2 separate regions of the Sus scrofa genome follow, and region 2 is linked to region 1. Evidence: chromatin contacts called from public HiChIP or PLAC-seq data. All regions are on one chromosome and are shown on one strand. The core of a region is the stretch at or near the end of the contact, and the rest is flanking DNA. Distances in the headings are between cores, read along the strand shown. Region 1 overlaps IFT81 (intraflagellar transport protein 81 homolog). Region 2 holds the start of ATP2A2 (ATPase sarcoplasmic/endoplasmic reticulum Ca2+ transporting 2).

Region 1 (7,525 bases), core at 1,691-4,190:
CTTTACATAGAGTCTAGCTAAGAGCCCAACACATCAAATTACCTAGCACAAGAGCTTGGCACAATGGGAACTCCATCTTCTGGCCCCATGCAACTGGGTAACTTCTGAGCCATCCTAGACTTCTTGCCATTTTCTGAACAGGCCATGTCCTTAAATGCCTTTGTCTTCTACCTTTCATATGCCTATCAAAATCTTAACTCATTCTTACAAATCCCATTTAAGTCCTACCTCTTCATTAATCTTTCCTCAATCCTCCACATCAGAATTAATTGCTTCTTCCTCTGAGCTCCTTGTTCTATACATAAAACAGTTTTATTTTTGCTACTTAATACTGGAGTTTTTTAGACTGAGAGGTCTTTGAGAGCAAAAACCAGGTCATGTTCATTTCTATTTTAGCGCTTAGCACAGTGTCGGAGACACGGAAAATAAATATTCGCATACAAATAAATGGGTGAACTTATTTCATTCTCCAATTAATCAAGTAATATCTTTTTCTTTTTGGCTATAGTCATGGCATGTCGAAGTTCTTAGGCCAGGGATTGAACCCATGCCACAGCAGTGACTAGAGCCATAGCAGTGACTATATCAGATCCTTAACCCACTGAATCACCAAGGAACTCCTAATCAAGTAATACCTTGCTATTTTTTTTGGTTTAGCCTTGGCATTTTCATAGAGGAAGGCAAGAAATGTCCATAAAACTATTTAGTACTATAACCTGGTACAGCAGCTTAAGGATTTGGCATTGTCACTATTTCAGATCAGGTTGCTGCTGTAGTTTGGGTTCAATCTCTGGCCCAGGAACTTCCGCATGCCTTGGGAATGGCCAAAAAGAAAAAAAAAGCAAAATTTCACTGTAATGTATTTCAATCTTTTTATTTATCTATCAATCAATCTATTTATTTATTTTAGGGCCGCATGTATGGGAAGTTCCTCGGCTAGGGGTCGAGTTGGAGCTGCAGCTGCCAGACTATGCTACAACCATAGCAATGAAGGATTTGAGTCTTGTCTGTGACCTACACCGCAGCTCACAGCAATGCCGGACCCTCAACCCACTGAACAGGGCCAGGGATCGAACCTGCATCCTCAAGGATAATAGTCAGGTTTATTACTGCTGAGCTACAATGGGAACTCCCTTGAATTTAAATCTCTAAGTTTCATTGCAGAGCTGTTCATAAAGTAAAAAACTGGAATCAATCTAAATATCCAGCAACAGGAGACATACATGATTTAAAGACTTTCACAGATAAAATTTTAAATTGCAATCTACAAAGCTTCCATTTGCACTGTATCTAAAACTATTACTCCTTTTTTAATTTTTCTTTTTTGACTGCACCCGTGACATATGGGTTTCTGGGCCAGGGATTGAATTCAAGCTGCAGCTGCGATCTATGCCACAGCTGCAGCAATGCTGGATCCGTAACTCACTGTGCCTGTCCAAGGATTGAACCCAGGCTGCTGAAAAGACAATGCCAGATCCTTAACCTGCTCACCACAGTGGGAGCTCCTCCAATTTTATTTTTGGCTGCACTTGCAGCATGTGGAAGTTTCCCACCAGGTCAGAGATCGAACCCATGCCATAGTAGTAACCAGAACCACAGGAGTGACAACGTTGAATCCTTGACTGCTAGGCTACCAGGGAGCTCCTATTACTCATTTCTTTGATGCATTTACTTGATGATCATTTTTACTATATTTCTCTCATATAATTGGTAGAATTTTTTTTCCTTTTTCTTTTTAGGGCCACTCCTGCAGCATATGGAGGTTTCCAGGCTAGAGGTTGAATTGGAGCTGCAGTTGCTGGCCTACACCACAGCCACAGCAATGTGGGATCTGAGCTGCATCTGTGACCTACAACACAGCTCGTGGCAATGCCAGATCCTTTAACCTGCTGAGCGAAGCCAGAAATTGAACCCGAATCCTCATGGATACTAGTCGGGTTTTTAACTCACTGATTTACAGTAGGAACTCCAGTAGAGTTTATTTCTAATCATTTAGAAAAGCAGTTAAGTTTGTTCTTCAGGTACAGTAAGGAAACACATTTTAAAAAAAAGAATTGTAAGAAGCATTAAATATAATTTCACACATATTATAGTTCATAAATGGACATCAACCTGTCTGGATATACACAGCCAGTATATTCATGGGTCATATTGCAGGACAACATGGCAGTTAAAGTCTTAGACTCTGGCTCTGCCATGGTTATTAGCTGTGTAATACTGTGGAAGCTTTTCTGTGCCTCAGTTTCCTCATCTATAAAGTGGGGATAAGAGTATCTACACTTCATAGGGTTATTTTGAGAGTCACATTGGTTCCTATACATAAAGCACTTAGGACAGTGTCTCATACATACTAGGTGTTCAATAATGAGTTAGCTGCCAGCATCATCATCTTCACCATCATCATGATTATAATGACTACAGAGCTTCAGGGAGTAAAATTTGTTCAATCTTGCTTTGCCTAACTGCTATTTAAAAAAATTTTCCCGTCCTCTGTAAATCTGCTTCACTTTTAGAACCAACAAACTAATCAAGCTGTGTCTTTAACAGTGGAACAGGCTCCCTCGTGAGGAGTGAGCTGCACTGCGGTTATCTACTGAGGCTGGAAAGCAAGTTGCTACAGGCACTACTGTATTGATTTCTGACTGTGTAGAGGTTGAAAGAGATCCCTCAAAGGTTCCAACAGATCTAATGAATGATTACACGAATCATTCTGAGGTTCCTTTCAAACTCCAAAATTCTATGACTTTACCAGGTTATCATGGGCAGTGCTAAAGCAGCAGTCTTGCCAGGAACCTGCCATTAGTTAACACTCTGAAGTGAGGCAGAAACAAAGACTTTCACTGAAAAACAGAGATCTTTAGTCTCCTCTGTGTTCTGAATAGTGAATTTCCATAGCAGTAAACCAAGTTCCGTGACTCAAGTCTCTCAGCAATTCTAGAAAGGAAACTGAAATTATCAGTGTTTGCTGAGAAAGTACTTACAGTTTGCCAAAAGAGGGAGCATGGGAGCAGAAAGCATATTTTGTCCATCTTTAAAAAAATGTTTGTTTGGATTTTGTGTTTTAGTTTTTGATTCCTTTTGCAAGGACAGGATGAGACTGCACAACAGTTACAAATAACTTTCTTTTTTAAAGACTGCCTTAAGGCAGAAGGGTCAAAGACAATATATAGATGACTTTAAAGGATCCCTCTCTTTTCTCCTCAGACAAAACATTCACCTCATGGCTGGTTGCTGGACATCAAACAGCTGTAATTAAACTGCTCTCATTAAAAGGAAAGAGAGGAGGAGCTAAGCCAGTAGCTTCTCCTGAGGAGAGAAATAATCACATATTTAATAAAAGGGCAACTTTAACTTTATTTCTCTTCCTGGCTGCCATGGATTGTTTAAAACAGGATTCATTATATGCACAATCTAGATCTCACCTTTACTACAACATTGGAGACGTTATCAATAACAACCCAGTTTAAGGAAAGTTAATTATTGGGGGGTTAACTTACCCACCCCCTAGGGCCAAACACTCCATGCCACTCAAAAGGAATGATGTAAGCACCTAGAACCTTTTGTAGAAACAAGTCTTTGATTCACACTCATTAGTCACTAACGTTGGGAGAAGGCCTGTGTAAGACAAGGAAGTTTCTATAAGACACACACATCCATATGAAGCCATTTTTCAATACAAATTTTATTTCAGTACAAAGGTAGCTCTGGCAAGCTATTCATTTGTGCATAGTTTCAAATTCAATTCAGAATTCTGCAAATTTATATATTTTTAGTTTGAGCAACATATTCAGTCTCTTATTCAAATTACCAAAAAGTGCTCTGTATCGTGTTGCATAAAAGCTTTAGAATTTCACTTGGAAAATGCAGAGCTTAAAATTTTCCAAAAAAACTGTATGTTACATAAACTAATTATTTGATAGTTTAATGAAATGGCTTCTTTTATTATTGTTCACTGCTGCATTAAAGCAAAATGATACAAAGTATTAATCTAAAGAAGAAAGTTAAATATTCTATAATTTCCTGAGATCTGGTTTAATTTCCACAGGTCTTTAAACAATGTTCTAAGAGCATTCTGCTACATTTTCTGGACCTGGAAAATACATGATGTTGGACTGAGTTGTTAATAGATTTATAACCGAAAAGACATTATCTTGTATTATAAGATTCTTCTCAAAGGATAACCTTTAAAGTTGGATTATGTCCTTAACTAATACAGAAAGTAAGATAAGCAGTGGCCTTTTGAAATTTACAGTTTAAGTCAGTCTCATGCAACAGTTGGCAACACTGGATCCTAGGAGGAGAAAATCTGTGAACACAGAAGCATATTTCACAGGCTACATTTTCTCCTTTACTTGGGCCATTATGTGCAAGACAGATTATTTTCCAAAACAATTAAGTACTCTCATCAATTAGCCAGCTAGAGTATCAATCCTGAAGGAAAAATGTAATAAGCTCTTCTTCTGTAAGTGCCACCTGTCAAAAACTGTCAGAGTTAGTCAAAGCTTTGCAATGTTCCAATCGAATCATGAAATGAGTGGAAAGACACTGTACAAAGCCTATTAAGTTGCATTACTAAATGTCCAATGTTACATAAAAACTATAAATAACTCTGTACTTTTAGGGCTTTTTTTTTTTTTTTCCAATTTGCTTTTCTTGAAGTAATAACGATGTTCTGCTTCAGTTAATAAAGTAATTTTGGAGTTACCATAGTGTTTAATCCACATACTCTTTCTGTGTGGAATAAAGATGGCAAGCAATAATCAAATCAGAATTATAAGCATTCCTTGGCGTATCTGTCATTAAAATTTTTTTAAATTAAGAGAAGAGCACCAAAGACAGTGAAGGCTGAAAAAACTAATCACTAGGCTTTATAATCTTATAAACTGAAGTTCCTTTAGGGAATAAAGTGCTGTTTCTGGGAAGAGTATCTAGTCTTTTTCAAGTATTTGTAAAGGAATTCATATACTCTGGTTAAAGGAACATCACTTACTGGCTTAAAAACAACAAGCCAGTAGCCAACACTAAACAAATACATTTACCTCAGAGTTCTCTTATACAGTGAGTTAAGGACCTGGCATTGTCAGGTCACTGCTATGGCGCAGGTTTGATTCCTGGCCCAGGAACTTCCGCATGGTGGGGTGTAGCCAAAAAACCCTCCAAAACCAAATACATCTACTTCAATGTTCAAAAACTGATTTTTTTTTTGTCTTTTGTTTTGTCTTTTCTAAGGCCACACCCTGCAGCATATGGAGGTTCCCAGGCAAGGGGTCCAATCAGAGGCACAGCCAACGGCCTACACCACAGCCACAGCAACACTGGATCCTTAACCCACTGAGCAAGGCCGGGGATCGAACCCGCAACCTCATGGTTCCTAGTCAGATTCGTTAACCACTGAGCCACAATGGGAACTCCCAAAAACTGATTTTTGAATCAAGAAGGGTTTGTTTCCACACGGAATATAGCCTTTCCTCTTTTATTTACATATTTTAAAATTTATTTATTTATTTTTCTTATGGCTACACTTGTGGCATATGAAAGTTCCTAGGGGTCAAATTGGAGCTGTAGCTGCTGGCCTACACCACAGCCACGGCAATGCCAGATCCGAACTGCATCTTCGACCTGTGACCTGCGACCTGTGACCTACACTGCAGATTGTAGCAATGCTGGATCCTTAACCCACTGAGCCAGGCCAGGGATCAAACCCACATCCTCATGGACACTATGTCAGGTTTTTTTTTTTTTTTGGTCTTTTTGCCATTTCTTGGGCCGCTCCCACGGCATATGGAGATTCCCAGGCTAGGGGTCGAATCGGAGCTGTAGCCGCTGGCCTACGCCAGAGCCACAGCAACCCGGGACCCAAGCCGCGTCTGCAACCTACACTACAGCTCACGGCAATGCCGGATCCTCAATCCACTGAGCAAGGCCAGGGATCGAACCCGCAACCTCATGGTTCCTAGTCGGATCCGTTAACCACTGAGCCACAACGGGAACTCCTATGTCAGGTTCTTAACCCATTGAGCCACAACAGGAACTCCTCGCCTTTCCTCTTTCCGTATACACTTGATCTAACAGTTGATCTAAGGATACAAATGAGAATGCTGTTAATTGATATTTGCCTAAGTAAGTAGCTGAGGACAAATGAGTACGGTGAGGACCACATTCAAACCACTTAATAAACACTTAATTCTTAAGAATTAAGAAATTCTTTTTTTCTTTTTTTTGTCTTTTGTCTTTTTGTCTTTTGTTGTTGTTGCTATTTCTTGGGCCGCTCCCACGGCATATGGAGGTTCCCAGGCTAGGGGTTGAATCGGAGCTGTAGCCACCAGCCTATGCCAGAGCCACAGCAACGCGGGATCCGAGCCACGTCTGCAACCTACACCACAGCTCACAGCAACGCCGGATCGTTAACCCACTGAGCAAGGGCAGGGACCGAACCCGCAACCTCATGGTTCCTAGTCGGATTCGTTAACCACTGCGCCACGACGGGAACTCCCAAGAAATTCTTTTTTTCTTAAAATATGTTAAAAGACGTTTCTTTCTATGCTTTCCTGGTAAATTCTTCCATACTCTAATAGATTCTATCTCTTTTTGCAATATCTCCTGGAATTACAAATAATCTCCATACTAAGAAGTTTCTTTCATTACACAAAAGAAGCTTTCTAACAAAAACTGAATAGAACACATTTGGGAACAAAGAGATCCAAGGCTATTAATCAAGTTTGTATATTTTGCACAGGTAGAAACAACTTTATTAATTAAAATGTTTTTTTTTTTTCCCCCAGGAGAGCTAAAAAGAAATAACCCAGATGGACATGCTAACAATTTGAAATGTGAGTTTTCAAATCTAAAGGAAAGACACTTTGAAAAACTATACTGAAACTGAAATGAGGTAAAGTGTGGAATATGAATTTAGTATCTTTCTTTACAGAAAAATCAAAAAAACTTCAAGTACCTTGCTCAAATGAAGTAGATTGGAGGCACTTCAACAATTTCTTATGTTTAGAATGGTAAGCCTTCAAGACCTATATCCTATATTAGTTTTTTGGTGAAAATAAGTAATAATCCTTAACTTTAATACAACACATAACATGAATACTTACTTAAAGAAGAATAAAATTTGACACTATATAAAAATTTAAAAAGTAGCCATGATATGTGCACCAAGTTTTATTTGCCTTTTCACAATACAAATAGAACAAATACGTTATTTAAAATTTTAAATTTTCTTGAATTTTACAGAAGAAAAAGAAACTGAAGTGAAACTGTAGGAAATTGCTGAACTTCAGATAAATGTTTCTTCAAAACAAGAGATAATAGTTCCTAAAAGATTCCTCTAAAGTTAAAAAAAGATTAAGAAAAAACATTAAGCTATTGGGATATTACATTAAAAAAACCCTACATGCTTCTTAATGGACATATGCTTACATTTACACATAGTAAACTCAGTGTCCTGCCTCATAAAACTCAGAAGACACCACTGATGTCTAAACTAAGCAAAATAATAAAAACTCCTTTTTCTTATTAA
Region 2 (7,525 bases), core at 3,117-5,616, 56 kb before region 1:
CACTGAGCAAGTCCAGGGATTGAACCCGCATCCTCCATGGTTGCTAGTCAGATTCATTTCTGCTGAGCCACTATGGGAACTCCCCAAATTACATTTTAAAGAAAGGCTCTATATAAACCAGTTAACTGCCCATTTTATCCTTTAAAATAAATTAAAAGTAAACACAGGAAAAATTTAAAATCACTACATTATTAAATACTCAAAAATATCTGAGAAAACCAAAGTAAACGATTGTCAGTATTTCGAAAATGCCAGACGCAAACTCATCCAGATGTTTGTTATATCAAAAGCACTAACCTAGGCTCTAAAAGGAATTAAGAATCCGTTCAAAGAGTACAGTGGAAAGAAAAGACAAATTATTCAAATGTAAGCGAAAGTTCAGAAGTGTCTTGGTCTAGGAAAGTTTTATTAGTATTTTAGGGTTAATCTGAATAGCTGAGGTAGGGAAATGGGGGTGGAGGGTAGCGAAACTCGCACAAGTTGCATTGCCACAGAGGATCATGATTCAGACAAATAAGACAAATATGGTCCTTGAGCTCACTTTCTTCAAGTAAATGTCACCTCAGATGCCTTTCCTGGCTGTCCCATTTGACAACTGTACTCCTTCACCATTTGTCCCTATTCCACCACCACCCTCCTTCTCCACTTAACTTTTCTCAGAGCACTATCTCCAATCCAACAGATTATTATACATTTTACTTTTTTGTCTCCACTAGAATATCAGCTCCAGGTTAAGAGATGTTGTCTGTTTTGACTGATGCTGTATTCCCAGTGGGCATGCATGCCATGCACCTGAGGTGCTCAATACCCAACAAAGCAGTGAAGAGAGAAAAAAAAGAACAGGCATTCCAATTAAGCAACCACATGATGTGTTATACGAAGGGCAAAGGTGACCAACAAGGAAAGACAAAGTGAAAGGATAGGAAGGTCCTGAAAACCAAATTAAGGAATTTCTACTATTACTTAATAACTATGGCAATATCTAGCTCACTTCTTCCAATCCAAGTGACCTTAAAAGAACAAAAAACCCAACCCTATTTCAGTGAATATTACAAGTTAATTAAACGTCATCCCAACAGGTCACAGGTGTAAAACATTAAAGCTGTTTCCTACTTTCTGCCACAGCAAAATATTAACTATGGTTAACAGTTTACTACCTTGTTTGAATTTGAAATAAATCACTAAAGCCTAGTATTTCTTAACTTGAGCAGAACCTCTTGTGCCTCGTGTACAGATTATAAAAACTGCCTATTTGATTCTCCAAAAGGACATGCCTATTTTATCACGTTTTTCCTATTAAGTGAATAGGAATAAACCGACTACCATAAAAAAAGACTTGGCGCTCTGTTAAAAGATAAAGAAATGAGGAATGAAAAGGTCAAGTCCAATGTAGCCATAGTGCCAACCCCACATGAAGAAAATCAAAGAAACAAGTTTTATATCTACAATTTCCTGATCAAATAAATCAAAGCAAATTAAGTGTACTTCCTAAACAATAAAAGTTAAAACTTTTCTATTTAGCAACCCACAAAATAAAAATGTAACATATTTCATTTCCTAAGCAGTTAACTCCGCATAGTGACCAAAACGGTAACTCAAATTTCAACTCCAAAATATAGCTCTATAAAGCTAAAAAAGCCAACATCCTACCTTAAAACAAAATTAAAGCATTTATTTAAAAACCCACTTGAAAATGCCTAGAAACTATAAGCTCCTTACTTTAAAATTTAAAAAAAAATCACGTAATTATCTCAAAATATTAATATAAAATCACTCAAACTGGCCTTGACTCAAGAGCTTCTATACAACCCAAAGAGTCAATAGCTTGTCTGCTGGAAATAATGCCACTGATGTTGTAACACTGCCTTAAATTACACACACAGAATAACTCCATAAAAATTTATTTTATCTCTGGCTTGTATACAGCAGGTGATTAACTTCTAAGAGGTCCTTGATGACCTTACTGTACCCCAATATTAAAACTACCAAACTTGAGACTATTTGAGAATTATTTAGCCAGTTTAAACATAAATATTTATACTATGTATTAGAACTAACTGACCAAACAGTTCTACTCCTTTATCTTAATTGGTAAGCCAGCAGCTACTTACTGCAGGGTTTTTTAAAAAATTAATCCAGAAAAAAACACATTTAAAAGGTACAGAGTGATTAATTCAGGATGCCAAATGGTTTGCTATGATGGTCTCTTAATTTTATCCAGTGAAAATATGAGGAATTAATTATTATTAATGGCTACACATCACTTGGCTAACATGGCATGATATGTTATAGAGTCTCACAGCAGTATTTGAGTACAGCAACTCCAAAAACGTTCACCTCTTGCCAATTTTTTCCCTCCACCTGCCCACTGCTTTGTATATTTAGTTCTCAAAATAGCCCTGTTGGATATATGGCAGTCAAAGACTGAGGTAGATCCCTGAGGCTTATATGTGTACAAACATACAAAAAAGGAATCTTAAAACGGTGTCAATTTTGCAAAGCCTGAAAAAAATTACTGCACTGAGGGAATTTCACTTCCTATCTTGGTTTTTACAAGAATGAAACCCTGTGCTTTAAGAACAAAAGGCATCTCATGCTGTGAGGATTAGGAACGTATGTGTCCTATTCATGACCATTTTTAGGAAAACTTTGAAATCCACTGCCCAAGAAAAAAAGTGAGATAGAAAATTAGTATTCAACATGAAAAAATGTTAATAACCTAGAAATATCCTTGCCAACCCTCATCACCTTTCTTCTGCTGCAGTTCTTTGCATTTCACCAGTTTCTAAGCAACCATACAGGACTCAAACGGGTAAGCACATACAGAACAAGAAAAAACAATGATTTTTTTTCTTTTAGGATCTAGAACCAACTGTACTGAACCTTGTTCTCTCAACCTAGGACTCATTCAAGACAGGGGTCCAATTTAGATAAATATACTACCCTAAAGGTCAGTGACCAAATTTGGTCAACAGTGGTGCCATCACTGCCGTCATCATTCTTGTCACTGTCAGAAACAACTGTCACCTTGCCATTACCAGGAAGGGAGAGCAACTGGAATATTCCTTTTGTAAGTTCTATTTACAGACTACAAAGAGCCAGCATCATCTTAGTATGATCTTACACAATGGAAGAACCCAAAACAGAAAAGACCTCCCAATAAAGAACTTCTTGATGTTAAAAAGAAACAAACATACAAAAAAACCCCAAACCCCCCACACAAAACATGAAGACACAACTTAAATTTCCAAACATAATGTTCTCACTCAATAGACATTTGCTTCTTGGTTTTTTTACCTATGGTTTATTGTTGACTTTTTGGAAAGAAAATGTTTTATACTTACAAAAGATATACATGCTGCCAACAATAAAATTCTAACGAGTAAGTCTTCAAACTGCTCAATCACAAGTTCCAGCAAGGTTTTCCCTGTTAGAAACAATCATATTAGTTATAAATGTCATCTTTGACATCAGCACATGAAGGGCAGCGGGAGAGAAACACGTTGAGATTACTTACCTTCTTCAGCCGGTAACTCTGCAGGATGTAGAAATCCACCAGGCAACGTGTCAAGAACGGGAGGGGGGAAAAAAAGCATTTTAGCACTCTGACATTACAAAAAGAATTACTAAAGTATCACTGCCTTTTAAAGACATGACTACATATATGAACTCAATCACTTTTAATAGAAACCGTACCAAAACGGTATCCTAAGAAAATGTACAATATTTGTTGCACTGATCTACTCCAAAATGTGAAATTATATTGCAACCTAACAGCGCTCCTGATACAAGGAGTCATTTCAGCTCTGTCATCACTTCTGCCAGATGTGTAACTCTGGATAGTACAAGAACAGTCAGAGGCATTCCCAACTATAACAACGCCTCATAAATCCGACTGGGGACAAGAAAATGTCTCGCAGGGCTCAACCCAGCTGCAGGAGACTCATCCCTCTCTCCACCGGGGCCAGCTGCTGCGGGTGAGAAACCGCCGAGCTAGCTGCGTGCGGGGAAGGTCAAGGGCTGGAGCCACGAGGCGGCGCAGACCCGACCCCGGTCCCCCGCCTGCAACCCCTCTCTCCCAGGGGGCCGGGGCGCGGGCTCAACCCGCCGTCTGCAGCCCTCGGCGGGCGCGGAGCCGAGACCCACGAGGTGGAGCCCGGTCAGCCATCTTTCCTGGCTCTCGGGCCCGCGCCGAGCGGCGCGGGGACCCTGCAGCCCGTGCACCAAGCACCTACCGTTGGAGCCCCATCTCTCCTTGAGCTTCTTGACCTGCTCCAGGCTCAGCCCCGTGCTCTCGTTGACGCCGAAGTGGCCCAGCACCTCCTCCACCGTCTTTGTGTGCGCGTTCTCCATGGCTGCGGGGGCCCGGCCGGCCTCGCCTCCAGTCCCCGCGGCCTCCTCGCCTCCGCCTCGCACTCGGGCCGCGGGCTCGTGCCACCCTGGGCGCCCAGGCGCGGACTGGCCTGTCCCTCTCCTTCTCCTCCTCCGGCCGCTTCCGCCTCGCCGGGCGCTGAATCACCCCGCGCCCCCTCCCCCAGACAACCGCCCCTCTCGCAGCCCTGCCCTCGCCGGCGCCCGCCCCGGGCTCAGCTGGACCGTAGGGGGGGGCGAGGGGGGGCTTCCGACCCTCCCTCCCCTCGTCAGAAGGGAGGGCCTCCTTCACCCTCAACCGCCCGCCGGGAGCGCAGGCCGCAGCCCCCGAGCCCCCTCCCCGTTCTCCTGAGGTGGTTCTCCGCCCCGCCCGGGCCGGGCCGGAGGAGGGGACGCTCGGCTGACTCCTGAGAGCCGAACCGAGCGAGGGAGGCGAGCCTGCGGGGTGGTGCGCGGCGCGCTCGCCCTGTCCACTCAGCTCCGCACCCCCGACAGCAACGGAGGAAACTGCGGCGGAGGAGAAGGAGGTGGCGTCGGGGACGGCTCCGCGGCGGCTGCTCTAATAGCATTTATCCGCCGCTGCCTCCCCTCTCGCCGCCGCCGCGGCATGTGGACGCCGCTCATTGGCCGAGAGGGCCCAGCGCGGCGCGGGCGGCGCGGCCCCGCCCCCTCCCTCCGGCTCCCTCCCTCCCGCGCGACTGGCGCCCACGCGGCCGTTCAAGCCCCGCCCCCTCCTTCGTACCGCCCTCAGGAACCCGGATCCGGGCCGGCGCGCGCAGCTCCTGTGCAGGGCGCGTTGTGGCCCGCTGGTCCGCGGAGGCCCGAGGCTGGAACGCTTCTTTGGCGGGGCTGTTCTCGATTCTCGCCCCACTCAACCATCGGCAGGCGTAGAACCCGGGAGGGTGGAGGGCTCACGGCGGGCTGCCTGCACTCATTGACCGGAAGAAACTGCCTGCCCATCTGGGTCGGCCTCGGGTTAGGGTGGGTGATTCGAAGGCGAGACGGAGGAAATTGGGAACTCGATCTCCGCAGAGCTCCCCTAAGCGCGCTGAGGTTAGGTGTCCTTGGCTCGCCCCCTTGCCCTCCGCCTCCTGGGCCGCACTCTGCATCCTAATCTGTCTCTCAAGAGCACCTTTCAGGATCCAAGGGAAGGAATTCCGCATTTAACTTCCCACGCGGCCAAAATCCCTCATCTGTTGCTTCAGGAACACCGCACCCCACCCACCCCGACCTCCCCACCTCCACCGAGAGCTTCACCGCGTGCAGATACCAGCCCTTCCCCAGCGAGTTCTGTGCTCTGACTGAGGGAATCCCACACTGGCGGGGGCGGGGGGAGGAAAAAAAGGGGGTTTTATTTTTAATATCCCACGCAGCCTTTGATACACGTCCGCATAGAAGTCACAGATTACGCTACTGTAACAAATAGCGAGAGTTGTGCAAGAAGACACTTCGCTTGGTTTTTAAGATGAAGGCTATCTTCTAGACTTTCACTTTTCCCGATAGGAGAAAAAGGCACTTGAATCCAGAATCTGTTCTTAAACCACAGATAATTTGCTCCTGAGGACTATAGAAAACCTACCTAACTGCACAATAAAGGGAATTTTGCCAATATAAATAAGTTAGACTACTTAATAGAAAGGGACCTTTGCTTTGATTTCATGAACAAAAGGTGAACACATTCGCATCACAAAGAGCAGTTTTCTTAAGGGACTGTGTCGCAGAATGAAGCATTTAGTCCACTTTTGTGTTTGGCCATGGTGTACCATACACAGGAGCCAAAGCAGAGCAAAAATCACCATAGTTGTCCCAGATGGCTCAGTCTCAGTACTTAAGATAAAGTCCTTTAACAGATGCAAATCACTTTGCATTACCCCACTGAAAGAAAAATCAGGCACCTCATTTCATTTAATTATTTCCAAGGAGCGGAGGCTAGCATGTAGTTTTGATACTTGGAAAAGGACCAACAAAACCCTACACTAAACAGAAATTCTAGTGTATGGCAATGCGCTAAAGAGAAGCAAGGTGGAAACTGGTTAGGTCACAGAATAGGAGCCTCTTCCAGGAGGGACATGTGACTGGATGGTGGGGGTGTGGTAATGGAGGGCTGGTGGTTCTTTTCCCACTCAGACCGCTTCACCACTTCTGATTCTGACCAATTCTTATGCCTCACCCCAGCAAGGATTGTTACCTTACTCAGCCTAGAAATTACCTTGAGCATTTTACTTTGGACCTCTGTTCCATGGCTCCGTCTCTGCCTGGGGTTGTAAGCACTTCTATGATTATAATCTTCTTGAGAGTTTTCTGATCTGGGCTCTTGTACTCAATGCTCTTCCCTAGATCTTCATGCTCCTACTTCCATCTTATTCAGATCTCAGCTTATATGTTACCTCCTCAGAGATGTCTTGACTGACTACTTAAAGGGTTATCCTCCCCAACAAACCTTGCTGTCATATTATTTTTTTCTTCAAAGCATTGATCTCTGAGGTTGTATTTTTTGCTTAGCTGTTTACTGCTTGGCTCACCATACCAGGATGTCAGCTCCATGAGAACAGAAGCTTGTCTAGCTTGTCCATCTTCAGGATGCAGAAAGCTCCTGGTATTCATTCATCATTTACTGAATGCCTACAGTTGTTTGTTTGTTTTATGGCCATCCTTGGCATATGGAAGTTCCTGGGCCAGGGATTGAATTCTAGCTGAAGCTTCGACCTACACCACTGCTATAGCAACACAAAACCCTTTAACCCATTGCAGTCACACCTCCACAGTGACCTGAGCTATTGCAATCAGATTCTCAACCCACTGCACCACAGTGTGAACTCCACCTCCTGTTTCAGTGAATGAAAGAATCTTACCATCCCTGATTTATAAGGGACTTTAAAAGGGCCTGGTCATGCAAGGGCCTCAGCAAATTTTTGCTGAACTCCAAGTTTATTGATTTCCATTTGGTAAAATAAACAGGAGGGCCTCTGCATTACTTGCCTCCTGGGAATGCTGTGACAGTTAGGTTTAAAACAAACCAGGGAGTTCCCGTTGTGGCACAGTGGAAATGAATACAGCTAGCATCTATGAGGACATGGGTTCGATCCCTGGCCTTGCTTGGTGGGCTAAGGAGCCACCGTTGCTGTGAGCTGTGGTATAGGCCGGCAACTGCAGC

Evidence for each region. HiChIP or PLAC-seq counts read pairs in DNA pulled down with a chosen protein or histone mark.
Region 2: an H3K27ac HiChIP or PLAC-seq map of alveolar macrophages shows a contact between it and region 1. The contact joins the promoter of ATP2A2 here to the enhancer-like site in region 1. A contact is called at or near these places in 8 of 47 Hi-C or Micro-C datasets (alveolar macrophages, blood, embryonic fibroblasts and 4 more) and 2 of 2 datasets of contacts at active chromatin or transcription factors (alveolar macrophages and skeletal muscle).

Annotation. Positions count from the first base shown.
Region 1 is chr14:31,614,631-31,622,155 of Sscrofa11.1, reverse strand. It overlaps IFT81 (intraflagellar transport protein 81 homolog), which reads right to left. Exons shown (of 20, transcript XM_021073043.1): 20 at 7,153-7,525. Among named protein-coding and RNA genes, the nearest start is that of ATP2A2, 57 kb to the left of the region's middle. Within about 2 kb of position 2,940, at least 27 of the 83 cell types and tissues checked have an H3K27ac peak or open chromatin away from gene starts, as enhancers often do. A contact at or near this core is called in alveolar macrophages, where this site is marked.
Region 2 is chr14:31,672,114-31,679,638 of Sscrofa11.1, reverse strand. ATP2A2 (ATPase sarcoplasmic/endoplasmic reticulum Ca2+ transporting 2) reads right to left here and starts at 4,366. Exons shown (of 20, transcript NM_213865.1): 1 at 4,236-4,366; 2 at 3,518-3,535; 3 at 3,345-3,427. The coding sequence starts at 4,353.